Regions from separate parts of the Mus musculus genome. Here region 2 is linked to region 1. A link is a contact called in public HiChIP or PLAC-seq data. All regions are on one chromosome and are shown on one strand. Each heading gives the region's core, a stretch centred on a gene start, on an enhancer-like site or on the middle of the called end of the contact. The rest is flanking DNA. Distances are from core to core; before and after follow the strand shown.

The links. HiChIP or PLAC-seq counts read pairs in DNA pulled down with a chosen protein or histone mark.
Region 2: an H3K27ac HiChIP or PLAC-seq map of embryonic stem cells shows a contact between it and region 1, with 2.9 times the contacts expected there. The contact joins two enhancer-like sites. A contact is called at or near these places in 1 of 15 datasets of contacts at CTCF or cohesin (large pre-B cells), 2 of 484 Hi-C or Micro-C datasets (embryonic stem cells and stem cell-derived neural progenitor cells), 21 of 115 datasets of contacts at active chromatin or transcription factors (double positive thymocytes, embryonic forebrain, embryonic hindbrain and 8 more) and 3 of 9 other capture datasets (adipose tissue, embryonic stem cells and liver).

Annotation. Positions count from the first base shown.
Region 1 is chr13:48,853,069-48,860,404 of GRCm38.p6, forward strand. The region is part of intron 1 of Phf2 (PHD finger protein 2); the gene reads right to left. Among named protein-coding and RNA genes, the nearest start is that of Phf2, 14 kb to the right of the region's middle. Within about 2 kb of position 5,238, at least 78 of the 459 cell types and tissues checked have an H3K27ac peak or open chromatin away from gene starts, as enhancers often do.
Region 2 is chr13:49,016,688-49,023,821 of GRCm38.p6, forward strand. No RefSeq gene overlaps it. Among named protein-coding and RNA genes, the nearest start is that of Fam120aos, 52 kb to the left of the region's middle. Within about 2 kb of position 3,599, at least 40 of the 459 cell types and tissues checked have an H3K27ac peak or open chromatin away from gene starts, as enhancers often do.

The DNA.
Region 1 (7,336 bases), core at 3,988-6,487:
GCCCTCATTCAATTTTTCATGACTGATGTGGATAACTCACTGGAAAGTATAAATGTGCTTGAGGGGGGACAATATGATGACCTTTTAAACCCTTCACTTTCAAAAATAAAATCTTAGTACTAAAATATTAAATTTAAATATTTTAAAATTTGAACCTGTTTTAACTAATTAATAGCAGCTGTCACCCTACTAATAAATACAGCAAGTCATTTAATGTTACATTGTAAACATTTCCCCCAGTCATTAAACCTGCTGTAAACACATTGTTGGCAACTGGATAATTTCCCATTGTGTGCATACACAGCCATTTATTTAATCACCCCTCAGCTCTATCATTCAGCAGCCGAGGAGTCTTGATTTATTAAATGAATATTCACAACTGTCTCTGTATGTACTCTAAAACCGCTGTGTGGGTTTTTTAGATCTTCTAGATAAAGGGCAGGGTCTCTTTAAAAATCTGAAGCAGGCTCCAGAGCATCTATTCCAGTGGTTTCTAAGGAAACCAATTGTATGCAGATGTAGAGCAAATATCTCTTCCCAGAAGCTTTGGGAATTAAAGCCTTCTCCCTGGATGAAACCCTCAGAGACAGCAAACAAACCTGACTGGAGAGCAAATGCAGTCCAAGGTCCTCTCGACAAAGATAAGGACTCTAAACACAGGAGGTGAGCTTAATCTCCTCAGCCCAGGGCAAGAGAGAGACCTGGAGACAGCTGTGCCCTGTGGCCCTTGAAATCAGAAGACTTCTTACAACGCCAGGAGATCCCCCACTGAAAGAGGGTGAGCTCTATGACTCATCTTGCTGGAAAATTCTAATGCTTATTCTTTGACCTTTTCTTTTTTTATAAAACTATAAAAGATAAGAAACGCAAAGATTAGTAGAGACCTGGATGGTGAACCATGGTCTCCAGAACTGGCCTCCAGATGCGTCCTGATCCTGACTACTGGAAGTTTTAGGGGACTAGAGCAGATAATAAGGGGGAGGACAGAGCCTCCTGCTGGCCCAGTTCACAAGAAGGTGATTGGCTGGAGCTGGGGACAGGCCGGAAGAGGGGTGGACTTCTCTAGGATAGAACAGAAGCAGCAAGTGAACAGAGAGCTGTGGTGCATGGACTTGGGCCAGGACTCTGCAACCTGTGACACCCATGATTGTGGTATGATGGGGGCATGGCCTCACATATAGGGCCAGGAGCAGGTGGCTGACAGCAGGTGAGACACCTAGCCACACCTCAGGTAATTAGTGCCTAGGGACAAATGATGTGCAGATACAGACAAACACGGCAGGCAGAAAGACAAGGCCTGATCCCCTGGCCATCAGTGGGACATTCAGGGACTGCCTTGACAGATTCTCTCAATAAGGCCCACAGACTATAGGGCACTCCTGAAGCTTCACTAGGAACCTACTATGCGAAGACTCAAGCAGTGGCTACAATGTTTCCAAAGACTCAAGCAGTGGATACAATGTTTCCAAATAAGTTGGTGTAAACACTGAATCCCGTGAGAGCAGTCCATTCAAGCTAGGCAACCACCAAGGCGAGGCACTGCCATCATCCATCCTGTGGTGATATCTCAGACAGAGCCACTATCACAAACCTCCCTCTCAACCCCCCCCCCCCCCCGAAAGAGAAAAGGAAATCCCTGAAACCTAGTAGGTCAAGTTCAAAGGAGCCGGGCTGGAGAGAGGACTCAGGGGTTAAGAGCACATATTCTCTCAGAGGCCATCAATTCCCAGAGCTCACAGAGGCTCACAGCAGTCTGAAACTCCAATTACAGAGGATCTGAAACCTTCTTCTGACCTCTGAGGACACTAGGCACACATGTGTAGTGCATAAATATACAGGCAAACAAAACATTCACACACATGAAATTGTATACATAAATGTGTGTGTGTAATTTCTAATCAGAGGAGCTGTTCCCATGGGAATGCATTACCAGAGTGGTACTCACAGAGCCCCCACCTGTCACCCATCACAAGGTGACAGGACTGAGAATCTCCTAAAATGAGGACACTCTGAGCTAAAGCTGAAGCCAAGGTTTTGATGCATGGACCACTGGGTAAAGACCCAAACATTCAAAAGTAGAGATGCCAAGGCTGTGGGAGGTGAGGGGAATCCAGACAGACTGGGGGCTTCCAGTGGTCCCTGTGTCCCCAAGCCCAGAGCTCCAACATCAATGCAAACATCCTAACATGGAGATGCCAGGGTCACAGGAAGTGAGGTAAACTCAGAACAGAGTAAAGAGTATCAGTATTCCCTGTGTCCCCAAATCCAGAGCCCCAGCCTCACTGCAGACAAGGAACAATCTCAAAACCAGGCTACTTGCAAGGTCCCCAGCAAGGCAGAAGGCAGGGGGTACAACACAGTCTGATGGCTGCAGCCAGGCAGACCAGGGCAGCCACCAAACCTGCCTGCCTGAGGTCTGAGGTCTTCTCCGATGAAAGCTCAATTCTGTTACACTGATTTCCTTCAGCGAAGCACGACTCTGTAAGGACCACTAAGCCACAAGAGGTGGCAAGGACTCTAGTCCTCACAGCCTAACCTCCTGTAGCGTGACAGTTTCCCACTTGCTACAAGTGAAGCTTGGACCAAATGCTCCAAAGACAGCTACTGCTCATCCCCTGCCCAAGCATCTGGTTCAGAGGGTGCAGGCTTTAGGTCCTGTGGCACAGTAAATTTACACCCAAAGGAGAGCTGCAGCCAAACCAAAGTGTCCTAGAGCCCAACTTTGACCACATGAGACACCACAGATCCACAGAGTTAATTAATTCCTCTCCTGTCTAGAAAGTGAGATGCACAAGAAACTGAGTAGGAAAATTACCTAGGCCCATAAACTGTCATCATGGCCACTGGTAGGACCAGGCGCTTACAGGGGAGAGAGTGGATTCATGACTTGCATCTCAGCAGATCAGGGGTGTGTGTGTACCTGTCATGCACACCATGGCAGCACCATGATACCCACCAAGTGCCACTGGATCCCTCCTCTGGCCACAGCAGCTTACCACCTGGATGGTCTAAGGTGGCCCCATGAGCTGTCAAGGTGTCACACAGGTGTGTTAGGCTACCTGGAGGGAAGCAGCCCCTCAAAGTCAAAGGGATTCTTCAATCCAGCCCACACAGCTGTCTCACCTTCCAGAGTCATAGGACATTTGAAAGAGACAAGGAGGTCACCATGACAGCCAGAAGGGCAGAGAATACCAGAACAATTTAGCTTCCAGGGTGGTGTTAGCAGAAAGAGAGCCTATGAAGAGGGCTATGGAGTGAGCAAGCCCAGCATGGGTGACAGTGATCAGTGTGGCTCCTATCCTGGGGATGGAGGGTATAAACATTCAGTGAAACTGAGTGCTGTGCACACAGCTTTTCTGCAAATCTAAAGCAACTCTGACCTTAAAAGTGTACAAGGGCCTGCCTGTGTCTCAGCTGGCTGAGAGCTGGTTTTGCATGCTTGGGGCCTGATGGCACTTGCCTTTAATCTCAGCTCTTGGGAGGCAAAGGCAGAAGGGCCAGGAAAAAAAAAAAAATTCAACTCACTATAGGGCGAGTTCAAGGCCAGCCTGGACTACAAGAGACCCAGTCTTAGCAAGAGAAAGGTGGAAATTGGATAGGATTTTTAAAAGAACAATCGTGTTTTGACCTTGCAGCGGGCAGGGTTCAAACAAAGAAGGGACACAATGAACAGGTAGAAACAGGTAGCCCAGACAAGGGTGCTCTTCCCAAACGACATTCAGGTGGAGCCTGCTGCTTCTGTGTCATGAGAAAAGATTCGACTGTGGGTAGGATGCCACAGCTCTGGGGAAGAAGGATTTGAACGTTGAATGAATGGAAGTACTCAGCAACCGCAGAGTAAAACTATAGCAACTGAGAGATCAAACGTTCAACTGCCAGGATATAGGAAAATCAGCATGGCCTGTGCTCATTTGACGACCTGAGGTGCTGTATCCTTCCACACACCTGCCAGCATGCACTGAAGTGGCCAGGCTCAGTCTCTACTGAGCAGGCAGCACTGCAGAGGCTCAAGGTGACAGAGAATGCGTTGGGCTGGGGTTTGGCCTGTCACTGGATGCTGCTGTGCGTGCCTCAGAACACGTGGTAATGGCTGAAGGTGTTTAGTTTATCGCAGCTCGAGGTGTGTCGTCCCCCCGCCCCCCCCCCCCCCCGGCCCCGGCATCTGCAGGATGGAGACCAGGACTACACAGACTACAGTGCACAGGCCAGGCCCCACCCCCGAACAGTCTGCAGTCCAGAACATCAGCAGCACAAAACCGAGCAGCCCTTGTTTACCACAGACATCATTTCTCTACATGGGCTCCCCTGGGGGCCAGTTTCAATTATTAGAAAGTTTCTCACCTTGAACACAAATGCTCTGTTTAAAGCTGCTGCCTCCACACTTGAACCTGCTCTCAGATCCTTCCCCAGCTCTGCAGATGATATGGTGCTTGTGAGAGGAACTGAAAGAAGATTCGAGGGGCAGGAGGTGCAAGGCAAAAGCTCCAGCCCTGGGGTCCAGGGCCCCTGAAAGCACTTTCATGCTCTCAGTACCCTAACAGATCCACAAGTTGCCAAGGATATCCCTGACCGTAAATCCCATTAGGCCACTCCCAGGACTGCCTTCAGGGCCTCATTAAGCATTAGCATTCAAGAGGTGAAAGGGGAAAGCCTTCAGTCTAGCTGGCTGGCTCTGCTCCTGTGACACTCAGTTATTCTCAAACTTGCCTGGCTTTGTGTCAAACGTTGAGAAGGGCCGCATCTGGCCCAGGCAGTCCATATACCCTTCCTTCTGTCTTTCTTGCTTTGGTTCTTATTAGATTTGTATCTGTTTTTTTAAAATTAAACTTATATGTGCCTGTCTCTCTGTGTGGGCATGTACGTGAGCACAGATGCCCATGGATTCCAGAAGATGGTGTTGGATGTCCTGGAGCAGGAGTTATAAGTGATCATGAATCACCAACATGGGTGCTGGGTCCTCTGCAAGAACAGCACAAGTTCTCAACCACTGAGTAATCTCTCTGGTCTCCAAGCAGTCATTTCTCACAGCTCCAGACTAGAGCTGAGTTCTCCAGGTCTGACACGAGCATACCCAGAGCTGCCCCCCTCTATCCTGCAGGGCTGCTGGGACCCACTCCAGCTGTGGCTCAGAATGGGATAGATAAGGCTCAAAAAGAAGACTGCTACCAGGCCATAGGGAATCACCACGGAAATTGCCAAACTGCTGGGTTAGCTCCAATCCGGACAGCACAATGCCAAGGCCCGATCACAACCCCCAACAGGCAGGGGACAGACCCAGGAGGCCAGGCAGGCATCAGTGACAGAAGAGTGCTGGGAGACCACGGGTCAGTCACACACAGGCTGGGGCAAGTGGGTCACACTGTACCACGAGAGCCTCAATGCCAAAGGCAGCTACAGTCTCCACTCTCCAAATAACACTGGTGGGTTCAAGGCAGGAATGGGGCCTGGCAGGCTCAGACCTTCCAAAAGGGCACACAGGATGGCAGGAGGAGACATCTTCCTGGGTGATCTCTCTGCTACTGGGGCATTATTGCTCTCCCTGAGCCTCTACCATTCAACCCAGGCTGTCATCCCTCCTCGATCCAGGAAATGCGGCTACCTAGACAGACAGACAGATAAGGTGCCAAGTTACCACTCTGCCTCCTGACTCTAAGCATGGCCTGTGCAGATGCTTGTGTGCAGCTGTGGGTCAGGAACCACTGTGCACAATGTGTAGTCTCCAGGCCTGCCAAGGTGGCAGGGACTTCTCACAGACTGCCCTCCAGCATTTGATTTTGTCAGCACCAGCAGTGGGGCTATGATTCAGGGGGCCTGATTGGCTGGTTTCTTCTGAGCAGTCTCCTACCCAAGGGCCACTAGGGAGTTGCTGCAAGGTCAGGGCAGCATTAGAGGTGGCCAGAGCCACATGCAAAGCATGAGCAGGAAAGGCTGCTCCCAGGGGGCGGTCCTATAGCACCTGTCACAGGCAGCTGGGTGGAGGGTCGCAGAATTCTGTCCACTCTGAGGCAGAGACAGCAGAGGCACTCACGGTGACAGGTCTTCACACTAGAGGAATGTGCATCCCTTCCTCAGTGTGTTCTCGAAGACAGACTGGCTCAAAGTACAGATTCTCGACTGTCCCGGGACAGCAAGGGTCTCAGAACTCCAGTTCCCAGTTCTTTCCATAAAGAGACAGGCCTAGATTCCGAGTCAGCGTTTGTTCTTTTCCCAGCTATGCCAGTCAGTCATGGGGTAGGGCTCGCCAAAAGGTCCCGCTGTCCCACAACAGGGCCTTGTAGCCAACCTGCATTCCCATGAGTATCTCCCACCTGCCCTGCATGCTTGTCCAAGTCTCACAGGGATGCAAAAAACTGCCTAACGGGATTTCCTAAGGGGAAGGAAAATGGAGAGCCAACATCACTGAGCCACACAGGTCTTCAGTCTGAATGCTCATCTGCTGCAGAGGTCACTACCACCACCACACTGTTAGAGTATTGGGCCAGGGTCTTTGCTACAGCCTGGCAGCCCAGGTGGGGCAGAGTGGCCCTCATTCAAATGTTCACACTTGCCTGAACATTGGCCTCTGCCTGGCCCAGTATTGTGTATAAGAGTAAGTAGGGCCTTATATTCTCCACCAGGGCTACCCATCCTGCACTCCACACTCCAAATGGACCACGTGTGGGACCAGCTCTGGAAGCACACACCCAGAGAGAACTCCTGAGGACACAGCCCTATCCAGCACACATACCAAATCTGGGCTACTGTCCTGTTAGTTCCTGTATGGCAGGGAAGCCTGTACCTCACACAGACAGACAGTTTGGGCAGCCGTTCTCCGTGTCCTGCCCCTGTAGCATCTATACTCTCACTGTCTCTCCATCAAAGGCGGTCTGGTCAGGTAGCTCCTTCCCTATCCTCAACTGAGCCTTTAACCTTAAAGAAGCACAGAAGAGATGAGAAGGGAACCAAGACTAGTTTAGCTCAGGACTTGGAATCCCTGGAAGGTCCTTGGATCCCTGAACATCTCCCCCTCAAAAAACCATCTCTAGTCATGTCTAGGCCTGCCCCTGTAGCACTTCTACAGCCTCTTGGGCCAACACAACTAGGCTTTGCCTAGCTCTGACTCCTGGCACCACCTCTCCATAATGTTTCTAGTGTCCTCTTCCTTGCCTGATGGGATCCTGCGCTCAGCCCTAGGGTCTCCCGTCACTGTTATTGGTGGCTAGAGGCACACTATGGCAGGGACCTGACATACCTGCTGCATGTACTCTGTTGTGCTGACCAGGCCATCTGAACCCACTAAGCTTTAGCTTGTTTGTCCACCTAAAGGGAGTAACCTACCAAGCTCTCAGCCGGTACA
Region 2 (7,134 bases), core at 2,349-4,848, 160 kb after region 1:
TCGCTCAGCAGGCTTGGCTTATTTTTCCAAGTGCCACCAACTGTGAAGTCACGTGTCAGCTACACAGCTTGCATTTGGGGCAACAAATAAGAAAGGGAGCAGAGGCTAACTCATGAATGAGTCTTCTTGTATACATTAAAATGAATAATCATTTAGTTCAACTCTAAAAACCTATCTTTTAAATTAACCTATCTTTAATATTATCCTTTCTTCTTTTCCTTTTTTTTTTTTTTTTTTTTTTTTGAGACAGTCTCACTATGTAGCCCTGAACTCACAGAAATCTGGCTACCTGTGCCTCCTGAGAGCTGGGATTAAAAGCATGAACATGCTTAGCTAATTTCTCAGCTAATTTTTATACTTTTTAAATAAATGATTTATTTATTATTATATGTAAGTACACTGTAGCTGTCTTCAGACACACCAGAAGAGGGCATCAGATTTCATTACGGGTGGTTGTGAGCCACCATGTGGTTCCTGGGATTTGAACTCAGGACCTCTGGAAGAGCAGTCAGTGCTCTTAACCGCAGAGCCATCTCTCCAGCCCCTAATTTATATACTTTAAGCATAGAATTATTTTTTTTCTCCCACCAGAAAAAAAAAAAGTTTGAGGATCTATAATTGGCCTGAAAACATAATGTCTATAAATAAGATTTCTTTTTACTATACCGTCTTAGTTAGGGTTTTACAGCTATGAACAGACACCATGACCAATGCAACTCTTGTAAGCATAACATTTAATTGGGGCTGGCTTATAGGTTTAGAGGCTTAGTCCCTTATCTTCAAGGTGGGAGCATGGCAGCATCTAGGCAGGCATGGTGTAGGAGGGGCCAAAAGTTCTACATCTTCAACTGAAGGCTGCTAGGAGAAGACTGGCTCCCACATGAGTAGGAGGAGGGTCTCATTGCTCACCCCCACAGTAAGATGCTTTCTCCAGCAAGGCCACACCTATTCCAATAAGGCCACACTTCCAAATAGTGCCACTCCCTGGGCCAAGCATATTTGAACCACCACATATGGTCTGGGGTGTCTTTCAGTGTGGGGTACTTCCTTCCTGTGGTGATTCGAATGAGAATGTCCTCCATAGGCTCAGATGTTCGTATATTTGATCCCCACTTGGTGGAACTGTTTGGGAAGGATTAGGGGTAATGGCCTTTTTGGAGATGGTGTGTCACTGGGAGTAGGAGGGGCTTTGAGGTTTCAAAAACCCACACCTTGTCCAATCTGGCTCACTCTCTGCCTGCTGCCTGTGGATCTGAATATAGGGTCTCAGTTACTGCTCCAGTTCCATGCCTGCCTGTCTGCTGCCCTGCTCCCTGCAGCAAGTGTATGATGGTCACGGACTAAGCCTATGACACTGTAAGTAATCCCCAATTAAATGCTTCATTTTATGAGTTTTCTTGGTTATGGTGTCACTTCACCAAATGCTTGAGTTTGATTCCCGCATGCACACACACACACACACACACACACACACACACACACTCAAATTAGGCATATACCTCTTCATTGTGAAAATTTAGGAAAGTGATGGAGAGATGGCTCAGTGGGTAAGAGCACTGACTGTTCTAGAGGACCTGGATTCACTTTCCAGCATCTACATGGTACCTTACAACTGACTGTAACTCCAGATCTAGGGGATCTGATAGCCTTTTCTTGCATCTGCAGATACCAGGCACACACATAGGGCACAGACATACATGCAGGCAAAACAATCATATACATAAAAAATAGATTAAAAAAAGAAAGAAAATTTAGGAAATACCAATAGCCAAGAGAAACAAACAAGGAAACAAGCCAAAGAACACCCATTGATGTGTTATAATAGTGGCTCGAGTCTGAACCTAGCACACCAGGCCATAACAGTTCCATGTGTAAGAGGTTTATTGAGAGAGAGAGGGACAAGGTAGTGGCAGAAAGAGAAGGGGGGAAGAGAGAGAGAGAGATCAGGGGAGGGGCTTTCTTTATGTATATGGGTAATGACATAACACAGGTAAAGGTGGGAGGTGAGCCAAGTGGATTCTGGGAATATAGTGGCTGTTGTCTTGGCAACAGGTCTGCGGGTCCCACCTATGTGATGTCACAGGTTTCAGAGGTCCTGATGCCAATACCCATAATCTCAAGATTTGGAAATAAATAATAACTGTAAAATTAGCCAGAAGAAAAAGAGACAGGAGCAAAGGCTGCTCTCCTGGAGACTGGGGTTTATCCAGGGAGAGACTATGGAGGCACACTCTCAAGTCTAGGACCCCCAGAGCTTGCAGTCCACTCATAGGCTGGGGTAGTTACAGAACAGGGAAGGGGATGGGCAAAGGGGAATGAAAGGCTTTGTGGCCTGTGATTGGCTGTTAGGGGTAGTTAAGGAGAATTGTTCGGGCCCACTTCCTGTCTGTTCTCTACTTCCTGTTCTAAGGTATGAGGCTTCAGTTACTCTCTGGCCACCATGGTGCCACCACTTGTAACGCATTCCCGTCCGTGATGGACAGAAGATCCTCAAACTGCAAGCCAAACCCCTTCCTCCTCTGATTTGTTTGTCAAGTGTTTGGTCACCGCCAAGAAAAACCGGCTGCTATGGAAAGGAAAATTTAAAGATAAGGGTTTTGTAAACTGATTTTTCATTTTTAGTATTACAACATCTCTGCACCAATATTTTGGCACACTATTTGTCTTAATGGGTTGATACAGCCACGTTTCATTATGTGACTATGCGTTTACATGTAGGGCATCTATGGAATGATTTTTAAAAAAAGAATTATTTATTTATTTTATTTAGTTAATTATTCACCATTGCTCTCTTCAGACACACCAGAAGAGGGCATCAGATCCCTTTACAGGTGATTGTGGGCCACCATGTGGTTACTGGGAATTGAACTCAGGACCTTTGAAAGTTTGTTGTTGTTGTTGGTGGTGGTGGTGGTGGTGGTGGTGGTTTGTTTGTTTTTGGTTTTGGTTTTGGTTTTGGTTTTTCAAGACAGGATTTCTCTGTATAGTCCTGGCTGTCCTGGAACTCACTTTGTAGACCAGGCTGGCCTCGAACTCAGAAATCCACCTGCCTCTGCCTTCTGAGTGCTGGGATTAAAGGTGTGCTCCACCACGCCCGGCTATGATTTTTGTCTTTTATTTTGAAACAATTATGAAGTTGCAGAGTAGCCAGAAGCATTTTTTTTTTAAATTGTATGAGTATTCTGTCTGCATGTACCTGCATACCAGAAGAGGGCATCAGACCCCTTTATGGATGGTTGTAAGCCATCAGGTGAGTGGTGGGAATTGAGCTATGGAAGAGCAGCCAGTGCTCTTAACCGCTGAGCCACCTCACCAGCCCCCAGAAGCAAATTTTTAGTAAGCTTGTCTCAAGTCACTTGAAAATAACTTGTTGACAAGACACCCCTGCCTGATCCCGCATACTTAATACCTGTTTTTCCCACACAAGGACATTTTCTCCTACTATTTAAAACAGTCAAGAGATTCACAGTGCTAAGTCACGAACACCTGGTTCTCGGAACCCATTTGCATTTTGTCAATTGTCCTATTAATGTCCTTGGCAGTCAGAGTCTCCTCCATATCAGGTCTCAGCAATGACTCTGCAAGTCCTGGTCGCAGCTATAGCAGAGGTGGCCTGTGGGAGAGCTGGCCAGGGAGCACCATGAGGGGCAGGAGTGTGCTAAGCCCCAGAGGCACATGGCTGCCCTTCCCCCACTGCTGAGCATGGCAGCTGCTGGGGACAGCTGGGGCTTGGCTGCCTTAGGGCCACACACTCTGCAGCTTCCAAGAGCCTTGTGACCTGGAGGCTATTCTGAGTGACAGCTGCCACTCCAAACCTTCTGACGCGCACCCTGCCCACCACACCCTTACTCCCTCAGGGGTACTTATAGCACAGGTTAAAGCTCTTGGGTGCCTGAGAGTATTTGGTTTACTTATTTCCTTATTTACTATAGTCTTTATTAGATAGAAGAGATATAGCTTATCTCTCGACCTAATTCACACAAATATATATCAAAGTCACTGGAAGAACATTCTATTGTTAATCCGTCTTCTATTTCTTAATCCTGCTTACAATTTTATTTTTAGATTTTTTTTATGTGTATGTTTTGCTGGCACATATGTATGTGCACCTCATGCATACCTGGAGAAGAGCGGGTAGCTCTCTTGGAGCTTAAGTTACAGACAGTGGTGAGCCACCACGTGGATCTGGAAACTGACCCTGAGTCCACTGCAGGTGCACTAAATGCTTAAACTACTGAGCCAGCAGTCACAGGTCCTGAGTTTGGATCATAGACCCACATAAAAACATAAAAATATAGGCATGGCCATGCATGCCTGTAACCCCAGACTTAGGTGGACACAAACAAGGAGGCCCCTGAAGCTCACTGGTCAGCCAGTCCAGCTGAATTACTGAGATTCAGTGAGCAGCCCTTTATCAAAATATAAAGGTTGAGGATGTGCCCCGACCCTTAACTGAGGCACTATTGACAGTTAATGGCTGCTGGAGGAGGATCAGTTTTCTTTTCTCTTCCTCCTCCCCCTCCTCCTTTTCTTCCTCCTCCCCCTCCTTCGTTCGTTTGTTTTTGGTATTTTCTCTGGCTGTCATGGAACTAGCTCGGCAGAACAAACTGGTCCATAACTCAGAGATCCACCGCCTCATGCCTCCTGAGTCCTGGGACTAAAGGCATGTTCCACCACCGCCTGACTCGAGACAGTTTTCTCTAAGGCTGTTGTGCTTGGCAGGTTGATCATGCTCCAGTGCATGTCCCATCCCCATGGGTATGTGGGGAGCACAAACTGGGTTATTCAAAAAAACAATTTCTAAAATAAAGAACTTGTTTTTTCTGGCTAGTGGTGTTGCACGTCTTTAATCCCCGCACTCAGGAGGCAGAGGCAGGTGGATCTCTGAGTTGGAGTCCAGTCTGTTCTACAGAGTGAGTTTCAGGACAGCCAGGGCCACATCATAGAGAAACTTTGTTTCAAAAAAGCCAACAAACAACCAACAAAAGAATTAATTATCAAGTGTGTGAGTCAGGAAAAGAACATTTATTTTAACCTGAAGTCCTGGCTCTACACTTCTCTGTGTATCACAAATTGTTGACTCTTTAAAATGCTAGTTTGGGGCCTGGAAGAAGTGGCTCAGAGGTTAAGAGCACTCACAACCTCTGTTCCACCGGGAGGACCAGTGATTCCTAGCACCCATATAGTAGTTCACAACCATGGGATCTAGCACCCCCTTCTGGCCTTTGTGGGCACTGCACTGTCACGGTACATAATATACAGGCAGAACACTCATACATAAAATAAACTTTAAAAATTAAAAATGAAAGTTTAAACTTGTAGCACATTCAATTCACAACACAACCACATACCTATCTGTGTGATCTACCTTGACAGTAGAATAGCTATAGTGTAATATTTAGTCGGAACAACAGACATGCAAAGAGATATACACAGGTACACAGAGAATTCCAGTGTCCCGAACTACCACACACATCTCTCTGCAAGCAGACATACATACACTGACCTACAGAGACACACAGATCTACACTTCCCACTTCTACACAAATACAAATACACATAAACACACCCCACTACCATAACAAAATGGCCTCCATGTGCCTGGCTCAGTGTATGCCATTGCTTTGGCCAAATAAACCGTCATCTTCCCTCAGCCTTTGTAGTCTGCTAGCTGCTCAGCAGACCAGCTCCTTCTTCGATTCACATTCAAACGTCTATGGTTAATCTGGGAAGGAAACAGACAGTGCTGGGATTAAAGGCGTGCGCCACCACTGCCCGGTAGACAACAATTATTACCAGGAGAATAAAAGAAACTTTTTTTTTTAAAGATTTATTTATTTATTATGTGTAAGTACACTATAGCTGTCTTCAGACGCTCCAGAAGAGGGCGTCAGATCTTGTTACAGATGGTTGTGAGCCACCATGTGGTTGCTGGGATTTGAACTCCAGACCTTTGGAAGAGCAGTCGGGTGCTCTTACCCACTGAGCCATCTCACCAGCCCTAAAAGAAACTTTTACATGACTGAACACCTGTTGGCCAACAAGCTGACAGAATGGGTAGTGGGTGATCCTGTGCCTACTGTTTACAGAAGAGACAGAGGAACTGGGGCTCTTCCCAGCTGCCTTTCTGACATGACCCCTGTCCCCCAACCTTCCCGGTTGATAGCTACTGACCTTCTGTGACCAGTTAGCTGTGTTTCCCCAGATAGGTTGGCATTGTGTGGCTGTTGCTTGATTCTAGAAGGCACAGCATAGGGAGGCAATGGAGGGACTTCTGCAAATGGCTGCATTGACAACATCTTTTCCTAACAGCACACACTCCTGTCTCTAGACAGTGCACTACCTAAAAATCGTCTGCTTTCCATCCTTCGGGGTTTTTCTATATCATTCAGAGTCCCATCTCTCCCATGCTGCCTCTAGATTTGGCTTTGTTAATAGCTTCCCCATTTATCCTTGGTTTCCATGGTTTCTGTTACCTGTGTTCAATTCCAGTCAGAAAATATCACATGGAAAATTCCAGAAGCTAATAGTTTGAAAGTTTTATTTATTTATTATTTTAAAGATTTATTTATTTATTTATTTATTTATTTATTATATGAGTACACTATGGCTGTACAGATGGCTGTGAGCCATCATGTCGTTGCTGGGAATTGAATTTAGGACCTCTGCTTGCTCCAGCCCAAAGATTTATTTATTATTATAAACAAGTACACTGTAACTGTCTTCAGACACAGCAGAAGAGGGCATCAGATCTCATTACAGATGGTTGTGAGCCACCATGTGGTTGCTGGAATTTGAACTCAGGACCTTCAAAAGAGCAGTCAGTGCTCTTAACCGCTGAGCCATCTCTCCAGCCGGAAAGTTTTATTTGTTTTGTTTTGTTTTGTTTTGTTTGTTTTTTTGAGACAGGGTTTCTCTGTATAGCCCTGGCTGTCCTGGAGCTCACTTTGTAGACCAGGCTGGCCTCGAACTCAGAAATCCGTCTGCCTCTGCCTCCTGAGTGCTGGGATTAAAGGCGTGCGCCACTACGCCCGGCTGGAAAGTTTTAAATTGTACACCATTCTGGGTGGTGTGATGAAGTTTCAGACTGTAGCATTTAGGCTTAATCATCCTTGTGTCTAGTGTATCCATGCT